2 separate regions of the Sus scrofa genome follow, and region 2 is linked to region 1. Evidence: chromatin contacts called from public Hi-C data. All regions are on one chromosome and are shown on one strand. The core of a region is the stretch at or near the end of the contact, and the rest is flanking DNA. Distances in the headings are between cores, read along the strand shown.

What was found. A called contact is a pair of places that touch in the nucleus more often than the background predicts.
Region 2: a contact with region 1 is called in a Hi-C map of heart right ventricle, with 2.9 times the contacts expected there. The contact joins two enhancer-like sites. A contact is called at or near these places in 1 of 47 Hi-C or Micro-C datasets (heart right ventricle) and 1 of 2 datasets of contacts at active chromatin or transcription factors (skeletal muscle).

What each region holds. Positions count from the first base shown.
Region 1 is chr8:76,633,072-76,638,853 of Sscrofa11.1, reverse strand. The region is part of intron 2 of FBXW7 (F-box/WD repeat-containing protein 7); the gene reads right to left. Among named protein-coding and RNA genes, the nearest start is that of FBXW7, 150 kb to the right of the region's middle. Within about 2 kb of position 1,348, at least 6 of the 83 cell types and tissues checked have an H3K27ac peak or open chromatin away from gene starts, as enhancers often do.
Region 2 is chr8:77,374,093-77,379,672 of Sscrofa11.1, reverse strand. The region is part of intron 7 of FAM160A1 (protein FAM160A1); the gene reads left to right. Among named protein-coding and RNA genes, the nearest start is that of GATB, 150 kb to the right of the region's middle. Within about 2 kb of position 2,127, at least 3 of the 83 cell types and tissues checked have an H3K27ac peak or open chromatin away from gene starts, as enhancers often do.

The DNA of each region.
Region 1 (5,782 bases), core at 99-2,598:
GTCCCAGCAAATAGAAGATTCTCGTCACTAAAGAGGAAAAATATTTTTTCAGGTGTTATGAGTTAATCTACTCATTTAATAAAATGTTTCCCTTTTAGTAGAGAGAGAAAAAGGGGGGGAGGTAAAAAAGGGAACTAAAATACTAATAGCACTGATATATGTGAGCACTCATTTACTCTCTGACAAGGTTTTTTTTTTTTTTTGGCTTAATGTGTTCAGGATCCTAAACATACTTTAGATCTAAAAATATATCACTCTAGTTAAAAATTCAAAATAGCAATACCAAGTAACTTAGAAAATACAACAGAACTGTTCATATTAAGAGGGTCAAAACTTAGTGGGGAGGAGGAGAATGTCATCCTCAAATACATTCAATCAATCATAACCTGATTATAGATTAGCACAAGTTCTACAAAATGTTTGTTGGTTTAGGATTGTCTATATGTAAAACTGTATCATAACTGCCACATAATAGCACACTGTTTTTCATTTTGTATAACAACAAAAAGTAATGTCTCTGTTAAGTTTGAATTTAAGAAATAGTGATTTAAAAATAATACAGCTTAAAGTGCCAGCTAAACTCGTCCAAAGGGCTAAACGCTGTAATTTCCCATGTATAAGGACAGCACCACCAGCTTTTTGCTTTTCCCACAAAATTAAAGCCGCAAATTTGGGGGTTTAGTATTTGTCAACATACCTCAAAACATAGTTTTTACATTTACCAATTTTAAGGAAGTTTAAAGCGTTGTAATGTCACAGAAAGGTGAAGTGGATAACCTTGGCCTCCCGGGCTGCTCTATCCTATTATCAAGTCTACCGCTTACATACGATGTCACTGGCTACTTAATGCCCTGATAGTTTTACTTATAAACATCCATTGAAATCTGTAGCATTTCTTCACCAAAGAAGGCAAAAGTCATTTATTTAAATAAATATTCCTACTTTTCAAATGTGGGAGACTTACCCGTCTTCGACAAAAGGGGAGGCCTTGGGCAATGATGCTAATGCTAAATATCTTCATCACAGTTTGATGCGGAAGAGGCTCTTTCACATTTTTCAGATCAACAGGAACCAAGCCATGGTTTAGAGTAGCTTTTCCAGGTTTTGACATTTTAAAACTCCTCTGGGCCGATGAACACTCTTTACATGTAATACAGGCACATTACTAAAAACCCTAGCCAGCAAATTAAAATATAACTTTCTAATTAAAAAAAAATAAAAGGCTGAGAACCCAAGGCCTGCTGCTTTTGTCTTTCAACCTTCTCCTACCAAATGTCCTGACCTGTCTGAGGCTTGCTGAAGTGCAAACTATCCTAGAATAGCCAGGAATTATAAACTACTGAAGTGAAAGCTCCTGCTCCTGCCAGTCAAACAGCTGGTGAACCTCCCATACAGAGTCAGTAATGTGAACACAACCAAAGCAGGGCTGTGCTGTAGGGTCCCTTGGAAAACTTCTCCAGGGCCTAACCTAGGTAATTCCCTAGAAAGTGAAAGCATTTACAAAAATCCAAAAGCTAGCCTTGTATTTTTCTCTAACATATCTTATTAAAAAGGCTTCCTCACCCAATATCAGCATTAATATTTTAAGAATGTTTTGAATTGTGCTTCAAATTTATGGACAATGGTTATTCATGCTCAGAAAATAGAGACATGTATTTGCTCTTAGAGACATTCAGAATGAGCACTATATCTTCAAGAATTTGTCTTAAACATGCTCTCTTTTCCTCTTCCATAAGTATCATTCTTTTTTTTTTTTTCGTATAAGTACCATTCTTTATCTCACAGTCCCACTAAATCGACTCTAACTCTCTATAGCTATTAATACACACTTCAGATTAATCTTATCAGGAGACATTTTAGTTGTTTGCAAATTTCAGTTCAATCTCTATAATTCTGAAACACTTAGTGATTCCACTTGAAAGTATAACAGTCATGTGGCTGATTAAATATATTTAAAAACCCAAGTATTTATGAATGTAACCTGTGATGGGAAGGAATTGTAGTAAAATGAGTAATAACTAACCAGCTCATCACAGATCCTTAGGGCCTACTTTCTCTAATATACCACAGTTATTTATGTCTTGCTATGACACACAGTGGGAATGTGTCTACTCAAGGACTTTCAGTGGGTCCCCAGTACTTCAGATAAAGGTTGGAGATGCAGACTCCTCAGAGTGGCCCCAAACATATCTTTACAGCATTATCTCAAACTCCCTAAATTAACTACTTATGCCAGAGTTAATTAATCTTTATGCTACATTTCACATTCAAACCCATGAACTAGGCCATTATGGAGATGATTAAAAAAAAAAAAAAGCCTAGTGTGAGAATTAATAGCCAGTAGTTTTAATAGGTGTGAATTATCCATTCACAATGTTCAGCTACTTTCCTTCCATTCTATTTTCTTCTTCCAGTAGCCAGTCATCTCATTTATCTCTCCTTTCAACTGCTTTTATGGATTTTTATAAGTGGGAATTTAGAATGAGATGGAGAGAAGTAGAAAGGAGACTGTCAGAAATGGGTGATTTCTTTGACTTTGGAAATCTGTCTTATTAAATACAAAGTGGGCTGCTAGAATCCACACACAACAAACACCCCTAGTCCTGCCATGTTGCTACTTTCTTTAAAGTACATCTTTCTCTGACATCACAACTTAAAATGTAATTAAAAATGCAAAATCATTAGCAAAAGTGACATTTTTAGGTCAAGAAAATAAACAACTAAATTCCTCCAAAGAAGATATATAAATGAGCAATAAGCCCACATAAAGATGGTCATTATCACTAGTCATTAGACAATGCAGATCAAGAACAGAACCATTCTGTACACCCATTAATATAGGTTTTCTTTAAACGTCCACAGAAAAACAAGTGTTGGCAAGGATGTGGAGAAACTGGAACCCTTGTGCACTGCTGGTGGGAATGTAAAATGCATGCAGCTACTGTGGAAAATTTGGAGATCCCTCAAAAAGTTACTCCGTGACCCTCAATTCCACTTCTGGGTACACACCCCAAAGAACTAAAAGCAGGGCTCACACAGATATCTGAACAACCGTGTTCACAGCCGCATGTTCACAACAGCCAAGAGGTGGAAACACCTAAGTAGCCACTGATGGATGGATGGGTAAAAAAATGTGGTACAGTCACATACAAGGGAATAATCATCAGCCTAAAAAGGAAGAAAATTGTGATACAACATGGATGAATTTGAAGACACAATACTAAATGAAATAGGTCAGTCAAAAAAGGATAACTATTATATGATTCCATTTAGATGGGGTCCCTAGAGTAGTTAAATTTATAGATAGAAAGCAGAAAGGTGGTTGCCAGGGGTGTGGGGGAGAAAGCAATGAGGAGTTAGTGTTTAAGGGGTACAGAATTTCTGTTGGAAAAGATAAAAGTTAGTTCGGGAGATGGACAGTGGGAATGGTTGCACAACATTGTGAATGTATTTAATGCCACTTAAACATGGTTAAAATGGGAAATGGGTACTGAATCACAATTTTAAAATTGTTTTAATAGAAAAGTAAATGAGTAAGAATATAATCGCTGAAAAAACCCAACAGAGATCTAGGAATAGGAGAGAGGGTACTGGAAATCTGTAAGGTGATAAGGTAGAAAAAGGAGAGACAGGTATCTCAGATAAGCACGTCGAAAGCCCCATGAGAGAGCTTACCGCCTTGCAGAATCAATGTCTCCTGCCTTACTCTAGTCTCGGCATCTCCTCTGATGCTCACTTTATCCCTTAACACAAGTCTAATCCTTTTTTCTAAAACAACATAACCTCCGTCACAGTGTGTCTTTTTCTCCTTATTAGAAAATTCCCTTTGTTGAAGCAGCTCCTGTGGAATGCCCCCTCCAAGTGACTGTCAGTGTCTACTCTGTTAATATTACCTACAGTTTTATATAGACTGACATTCTTTAGTCTCAAAAAAAAAAATCTGTCTCAGTCATATCTTTGAAATCAGTTAGTTAAATAACCCCTCAAAATTAATTTCTCTGAACCACAGAGAAAATATAATTTGAACTTCGTGTATTTCAATACAGAAAAATTAGAAGAATGTACCATATGTCACACGTTTAACGTATTCATTCTGCAGAGAAAAATGAACCAAACAGATCAACTCTAAATTCTCCTTTCACACAATCCACTCATTAACGAAGATAACCCTAGTGAAAATTATAATTTTTTACTTTTATATTTAAAGGCCCTCAAAGAACTTTATAACCACATGCATTTACATGCAGAGAGTTTGAAGAAAAGAAAGAGAGCAACCTCTCTAATCTTGGAGACTGATCCTAAGGGGGGGTGGTTTGGAATTGAAAGGAATTTGGACTGGGAAAATTTAAAATAAACAGTGTTCATTTAAGAGGGCAGAAATTATTATGAAGTAAAACTAGTTTTTCATCTTCAGGAAGTTATTTGCAGTAATAACAAATGAAAATTACAGCAGTTTTGTATATCAGATGTTGTGTTTTACACTGGATAGCAAGGTTTGGCAAACACAAAGTGATGACATTCTAATTCAACTCATTTTTTAAAATTGGTAAATAGCTGCCCTCAACTGGATAGTACAGAGCACTGCAACTAGAGCAAACACTAAATCAAATTACATGTCTACAATATACTTTTGGAAAAAAAGAGATATTATTAGTGATTGAGCAAAGTGAGTACTAATTTTCAAACTTCCAAGTTTCATCTTTTTTTCCCTGAGGATTCAAGTTAATAAGTACTTAACAGTACTTTTTCTTGTTTGTTTTTGTCTTTTTAGGGCTGCTGCTGCATAAGGAGGTTCCCAGGCTAGAGGTCCAGAGGGAGCTATAGCCACCGGCCTACACCACAGCCACAGCAACGCTGGATACTTAACCCACTGAGCGAGGCCAGGGATAGAACTCTCGTCCTCGTGGAAACTAGTTTGGTTGGTAACCACTGAGCCAGACGGGAACTCTGATAGTACTTTAAAAGCAATGTTCTTAATCAGCATGTAAGCAATCAAAATACAAAACCTTCAAAATACAGAAGAAAATCTGAATCAACGAGGGAGAACCCCTATTATTAATACTTTAAAATGTACTTAGTACCATGTGTTCAAGAAAAAATAAAGTTTTGGATTCAATTATCCTTTTAAAAAATATTTAAGATAGTCTCAATCATTAACCTCCGTCCCAAACTGAGACTTTCCAAAACAGACAAGCTCTTTTTAAGATGATGTCAGTAAGTATTAAGGAAGTATAATGCAGCAGGGTAGGAATATTGATGCCAGAGTCCAAAGCCTGGTTCTACCACTTATGGGTGGTATGACCTTAAATTAAGGCCTCTGTGCCTCTGCTTCATCTGTGCAGAACCTACTTCCCAGGACTGCTGTGAGGATTAAATCAGGTAATGTAAGTGAAACACAAAGAACAACGTTTGGAGTTCCCATAGCTGGGAACTCACTGCCTTAGGGGGTTAAGAACCCGACATGGTGTCTTGTGAGGAGGCGGGTTTGATCCCTGGCCTCACTCAGTGGGTTAAGGATCCAGCACTGCCATATGAGGCTCAGAGCCCACATTGCTGTGGCTGTGGAGTAGGCTGGTAGTCCAGGAACTTAAGGCAGGTACAGCCTTAAAACAAAAAACCAAAAAAAACAAACAATCTTTGACTTTTAGTAAGTGCTCAAGACTGTTGGCTGCCATCACCGCTACTACCGCTAGGATTAAAAAAAAAAAAAAAAAAAAAAAAAATCACAGTGTTTTATAGATTCCATTTCAGTTTTAAAAGTCACGAAGAAAGCAAGCAAAGA
Region 2 (5,580 bases), core at 878-3,377, 740 kb before region 1:
ATCTGTCACTGGGAGCAGCTTGCTTTCAAGAAATGGACTGAATTGGTTGGAGGAGGGATGGGTGGTAAAGGGATGATGGGGTAAGTCCTGCAAAATGCCGTAACCTGAGCTCTTACGCTGGGCAATGGTGTCTTTGACCTTAATCAGTCCATGAGGTTGACACGGCAATCCCATTTCAAGGTGTTTCTGCTCTGCTTTCAGGGGTCAGGGGATGAGACCATCAAGGGATTATTAGAATTCTTGTCCTGGCTTCTTCAAGACCATGCAGTTGTATAAAAAACACGAAATCTGGTATCAGGCAGACCTGGTCTCTCGTGAATTTGGTCTCTGACGCCTAGTGTGTATTTTGGGGGGGCAGTTGTGAATCTCAGTTTTCATCTCTGTAAGATGCGAACCCTAGTACTAGCCTGCAGGGCCAAGGTGGATTAGCTCAGAGAGTGAATAGGAAGCACCTGACGCAGTGCTCGGCACAGAGCTGGGACTCCGTAAAGGGGAGCTCTCTCTGGAACTGCTCTAAATAATGGTAATAAGAGCAACAGCAACTACTATTAATCATAGTAAACTACTACTACTAATATGATCATGAACCACTTTCCCCCTCTCCTTTGGGAATGGCCCCTGAGAAGTGAGTAGCTTTGTGTCCGGTTGTCCTCTGGGTGGGCTGAGGAGAGGGATGTTAAGACGGGGTCCTAGCTGGGAAGGGTGGACTCAGACTGCTCATCCTCGCGTAACCAATGTGTTATAATTTAGTTTCGTCACATACTAATCCCTAAAATGTAGTTGCTCCCTAGAAGAGTTCATTTCACAAACCATTTGTCTTGTGTCTGTCCTGCTTGTTTCTGCCTCAGAGGGGGCAGAATATTGATTTTTATTTCAGCAGTGTAGCAGGGGGTTACTAGGGAGGAAGGTTTCTGGGGATGACTTTAATATAAGCCCTACCTGGTGCCGTAGGGTGGTGTGGGCCCTGGACCACTGGGAAGCTGCGAGGAGGAGATGCCAGGAGGGGGGCCTGGAGGGAGATCAGGGCCCAGACCCCGCAGCCAGCTGATTTGAATTGCTGTACCGAGTCCCTGTCAGGACTGCCCGGGTTCGCGTCGCCTCCACCTTGGTCATTTGCCGTGGGGTGGCCTGTTTCTCTAAATCGCCAGGTCCAGAGAAGAAGGCACTTACCTGAGTCAGTGTAAACCAAATCGGTGTAGAAATTTCAGAGAAGTCCATCTCCCTGTGTACAAAGGGCCTTCTTCGCCATCTGGGTTCTAACGCAGGGAGAAGAAAGGAGCGAGGCAGATGGTGCGCCAAGACGGCCCTTTTGTCATCAGTGACATTGATGCTGGAGAATAGGGTTTGTACCTGTAGCTAAAACTTCCTTGTTCCGAGCCCTGGCATTAGACAGACTCTCCCATGCAGAGAAGGATGTGTACCTCCTGCTGGCAGCCTGGCTTCCAGAAGAAAGGCGAGGGAGAGGGACAGGCTCATCCAGATGACAGACAAGTGACTGCCCCCCGCCCCCAAAAGTTATTGAGGGAGGTGGAGAAAGGCCAGAAGTACTCAAACGTTAGGATGGGAGACATCGGGTCTTTCTATCAGGTTTATGGAATCCAGCCGTACTAAACTCTAGCAAATTTGGAAGTAGTAAATCATATTTTAAAAAAAAATAGGGGCAGTTTAAATGTCTTTCCCACGCCCAAGAACCTACAATGGGCCGCTTTTACCTGCAGAAGATAATCCAGGTTCCTTTGCTTTTTTGGGGGGGTCTTTTTATGTTCTCACCAAAATCTGTGGGCTGCGCCCGCGGCATATGGAGGTTCCCAGGATAGGGGTCAAATCAGAGCTACAGTTGCCAGCCTATACCACAGCTCACGGCAGCGCTGGTCCTTAAGCCACTGAGTGGAGCCAGGGATTGAACCCAAATCCTCATGGGTACTAGTCAGGTTGATTACCACTGAGCTATGAAGGGAACTCCTAATCCTTCACTTGTTTTTGAAGACCAGTCCTAATCTGACCCCCATCCTGCCCACTGATCTTCCTTCCCCCATGACTGTCAAGGGCAAATCTGAAGTCAGAGCTGTGCCCTGTGGTCCTCTGTTCTTATCACCGTGTTCTGGCTGGATTATTCTTCCTGCTTCCTGCCTGCCAAGTCCCAGGACAGTCCCCATAGAATGCCTCGCACTTGAGCACACACTGCTTCCTTTCAGCCCTAACTGCTGCTACGCTTTCTGCTTTCCACCAGGGACCGTGCTGTTTGGCACTTGTCTCATCATGTGAATTTTACCAGCCAGCTGCTGTGAGTGTCATGAAGGGACAGGATGTTTCTTCCTCTTTTTCTGTGTATCCTCAGCTGCTGGTGTATCGTACACATGAAAAGCACTCAGTGAATATGCAGTTGGTTAAATAAATGCATCAAAAGACAGAGGCTAGCATCCTGATCACGACACCAGCACAGAGTGACATGTTGGCTATGCCAGAAGGTAAAATGACCAAGGCAATGAACTGAAATTAGCCCTTGTTTCATGCCATAGACATGGACTCAGAGAATCGCAGATTTGGGGGAAGGGTGAGGATAGATCTAGTTCACCACCACCATTTTACAGCCGAGAAGACGAAGGCTCCTGGTTGGAAAAGAGCAGTGTCTGTGAGCTTGGTATTTGGTATTCTCCAGCATCGGTTTCATCAATAGCAAAAGTGCAGAGGATACGGAATGGAGGATGTGGCCCTTCCTTACAGCTAGCGCCTCCACGGAAGGGTTACGCTTATGTTGGGGACACCTCTGAGGGGTCCACAGTACTTTTCTCTTCCCCGTGGAGCCTCACTGCTTTATGTTCTCACCAAAATCTGTGGAGGACGGCACATCTCATCACTGACCTTCTCTGTTGACTTATGGAAGCATCCCAGGCGAGGTCACACAGCAGGTCAGAGGGCACCGTGCTTTAGCTCTCTGGCAGTCAATATGCTGAAAGATGCCGTGATTTGCCCGGGGTCCCCGATACTAAGGGTTAAAATGCAAGCACTTTGTATTCCCATTGCTGCCCACTTGAAACTACCCCTGATGCCTTTTTCTGTCTGTCTGTCTTTCTGTTTTTTAAGGGCCGCACCCGTGGCATATGAAGATTCCCAGGCTAGGGGTCAAATCAGAGCTGTCATCACCAGCCTACACCACAGCCACAGCCACACAAGATCTGAGCTGCATCTGTGACCTACACCACAGCTCACAGCAACACAGGATCCTTTAACCCACTGAGTGAGGACAGGGATCAAGCCTGTGTTCTCATGGAAGCTAGTCAGATTCATTTCCACTGAGCCACGGTGGGAACTTCCCTTTTTCCTTCTTAAATTATTATCTCCAGACTTGGAGAATTTCAGCTCAGAAAGGAAGCACCTTTTTGATTTTCTCCTCAGCAAAGGGAAAGAACAGCTAACACAAGTACTTCACCATCCCGGGTAACAGGTTAGGAACCAAGCTTGGCACAAGGATAGCCTGGCTTTGCTGAGTGTAGAGGGTGCTGCCTGTTGCCAGTGAGGAACGGAAAGTAGGAGTCGTGACAGGACAGGTCACCGAGCCAGCTCTCCGCTCCGCCTCTGTCCCAGGTGGGTTGTCCCGTGCAGAGTCAATATTTGGCTTAAGCTGCAGAGGCCCCAAGACATCAGTGATTGTATTTACGTATCGTAGAAAAGTGGCAAATAAACTATGAACAATCTTTTGGGTATTTCTACCACTGTTTCTTGCCATTAAATCTTAAGTATTTGGGGGTTTTAATTTACAAATATACTTTAGTGTTGGTTCTTATTTGTAAGCTAACAGAAAATTTAACAGATAAATATCTACATATATTTTACATAGTTTTCAAACACTTGAGTCTTGTCACAATTAGCACTTCAAAACAGAATAAAATAGAAAATGTCAGTGTGTTATATTTAGTAATGGTAAAAATCATATACTATTGTAAAATATTCTTATGATGAGTCATGGTTTTAAAAAGTTTGAAAAAGACCCTTCCTATGTTTTAGAGGATTATCTGGAGAATGGGTTGTGAAATTAGTCTTGACACAATATTTCTGCTTTATCATGGGCTGCAAATGTTCATTGGTGTTCTCTTGGTATAAAACGTATTTGGAATACCCAGTATATGCCAAGGATGCTCTTTAGCAGTTTACTTACCAAGCCAGTCATCTTATTTTCAGAGAAGATGCTGTATCGGTTTGCATAGGGTTTAGCTGTAGATAACAGAAAACTCCCTTTAATAATCTTCCTTTACTCCACACTCCAATTCTATGTATACCTCGCTGGCTGGGACATGTACAGCCATGCCAAGATGCAAAGGAAGAAGGGACGTGTCATCTTTAAGCTATAAAGTTAAGGTTGGAGTTCCCTGGTGGCTCAGTGGGTTAAGAATCTTGCATTGTCACTGCTGTGGCTTGGATCACTGTTGTGCCTCAGGTTTAATCCCTGACCCAGGCACTTCCACATGCCATGGGTGCAGCTACAAATTAAAAAAAAAAAATGAAACTAGTAAAGGTAGGGTCTGTTCCCAAGGAAGAAAGGAAGAGTAGTGGGGGACATTTAGAAGTACCTACCCCAAACCTCCAGCTTTCTTACATGTTAACAAAATTTGGTTTCTATCGATGGGCAGCTGGAAGTCTCTGTAATCGTAGTTCCTGGAGGAGCCCTGGCTGGGCGGGGCTGGGCGTGTGTGGGCTCCATCTGTGAGCAGGTGCACAGGGGAGAGAAAGTGAACATCCTGCCTGACCGTGTGGCCTCACGTGGGGCCGGGTCCACAGGCAGCAAAGGCGCCTTGATCTAATCAACAGGAGCACTTTCTGCTCTAGCAGGGCCACCTTCCAAACTGTGGCCCCTTGCCCTCCTCTCCTGGGGCTGGAGGTGGGGGTAGGGCGCTTTCCCACTTCGCAGACACCTCCTATAGGGACAGGTTTTGGCTCCGAGGTTGGGTCGATCCCAGGTAGCCTAGAGGTAGCCTTAAACATGTGACCTGAGATATACCTGCACCTGTCCCTCTTCCTAGAACAGCTCCTCTCACCTAGATTTGCTACTTTAAAAATTAGAGAAGTTAGTAAGCAGCAAAGATACACTGTACAGCACCAGGAATTATACCTATCAGCTGGTAATAACCCATAATGGAGTCTAATCTGCAAAAACACTGAGTCACTACACCATACACCTGAAATCAGCACAAAATTATGGATCAACTGTACTTTAATAAAAAAGTTACAAAAGTTAGGAGACCAATCTGTATTCACTGTCTACACGCGCGCACACACACACACACACCCACCCCCCGTACATTTTCAGCGTTCAGGCAGGTCCCAGGTCCAGGGAAGCCTCGTCATCTGTGACTGCCCTGTCATACTTCATGTCACGTCTCTCCCATTGCAGGAGAGGGAAATTAGGGCTATAAATGAAGCTTACATTTATTTTTTGATTTGAAACAGAAAATTAGATGTCTTTCTTTTTCAACAAGTGCAGGAGGGCGATAATGCAGTACGGGAGGATTCTGCTCTTAAGCATCGGAAGTATGAGAAGATAGGGAGGGCCCCACCCACTTGTCACAGAGAAATACAAAAAAT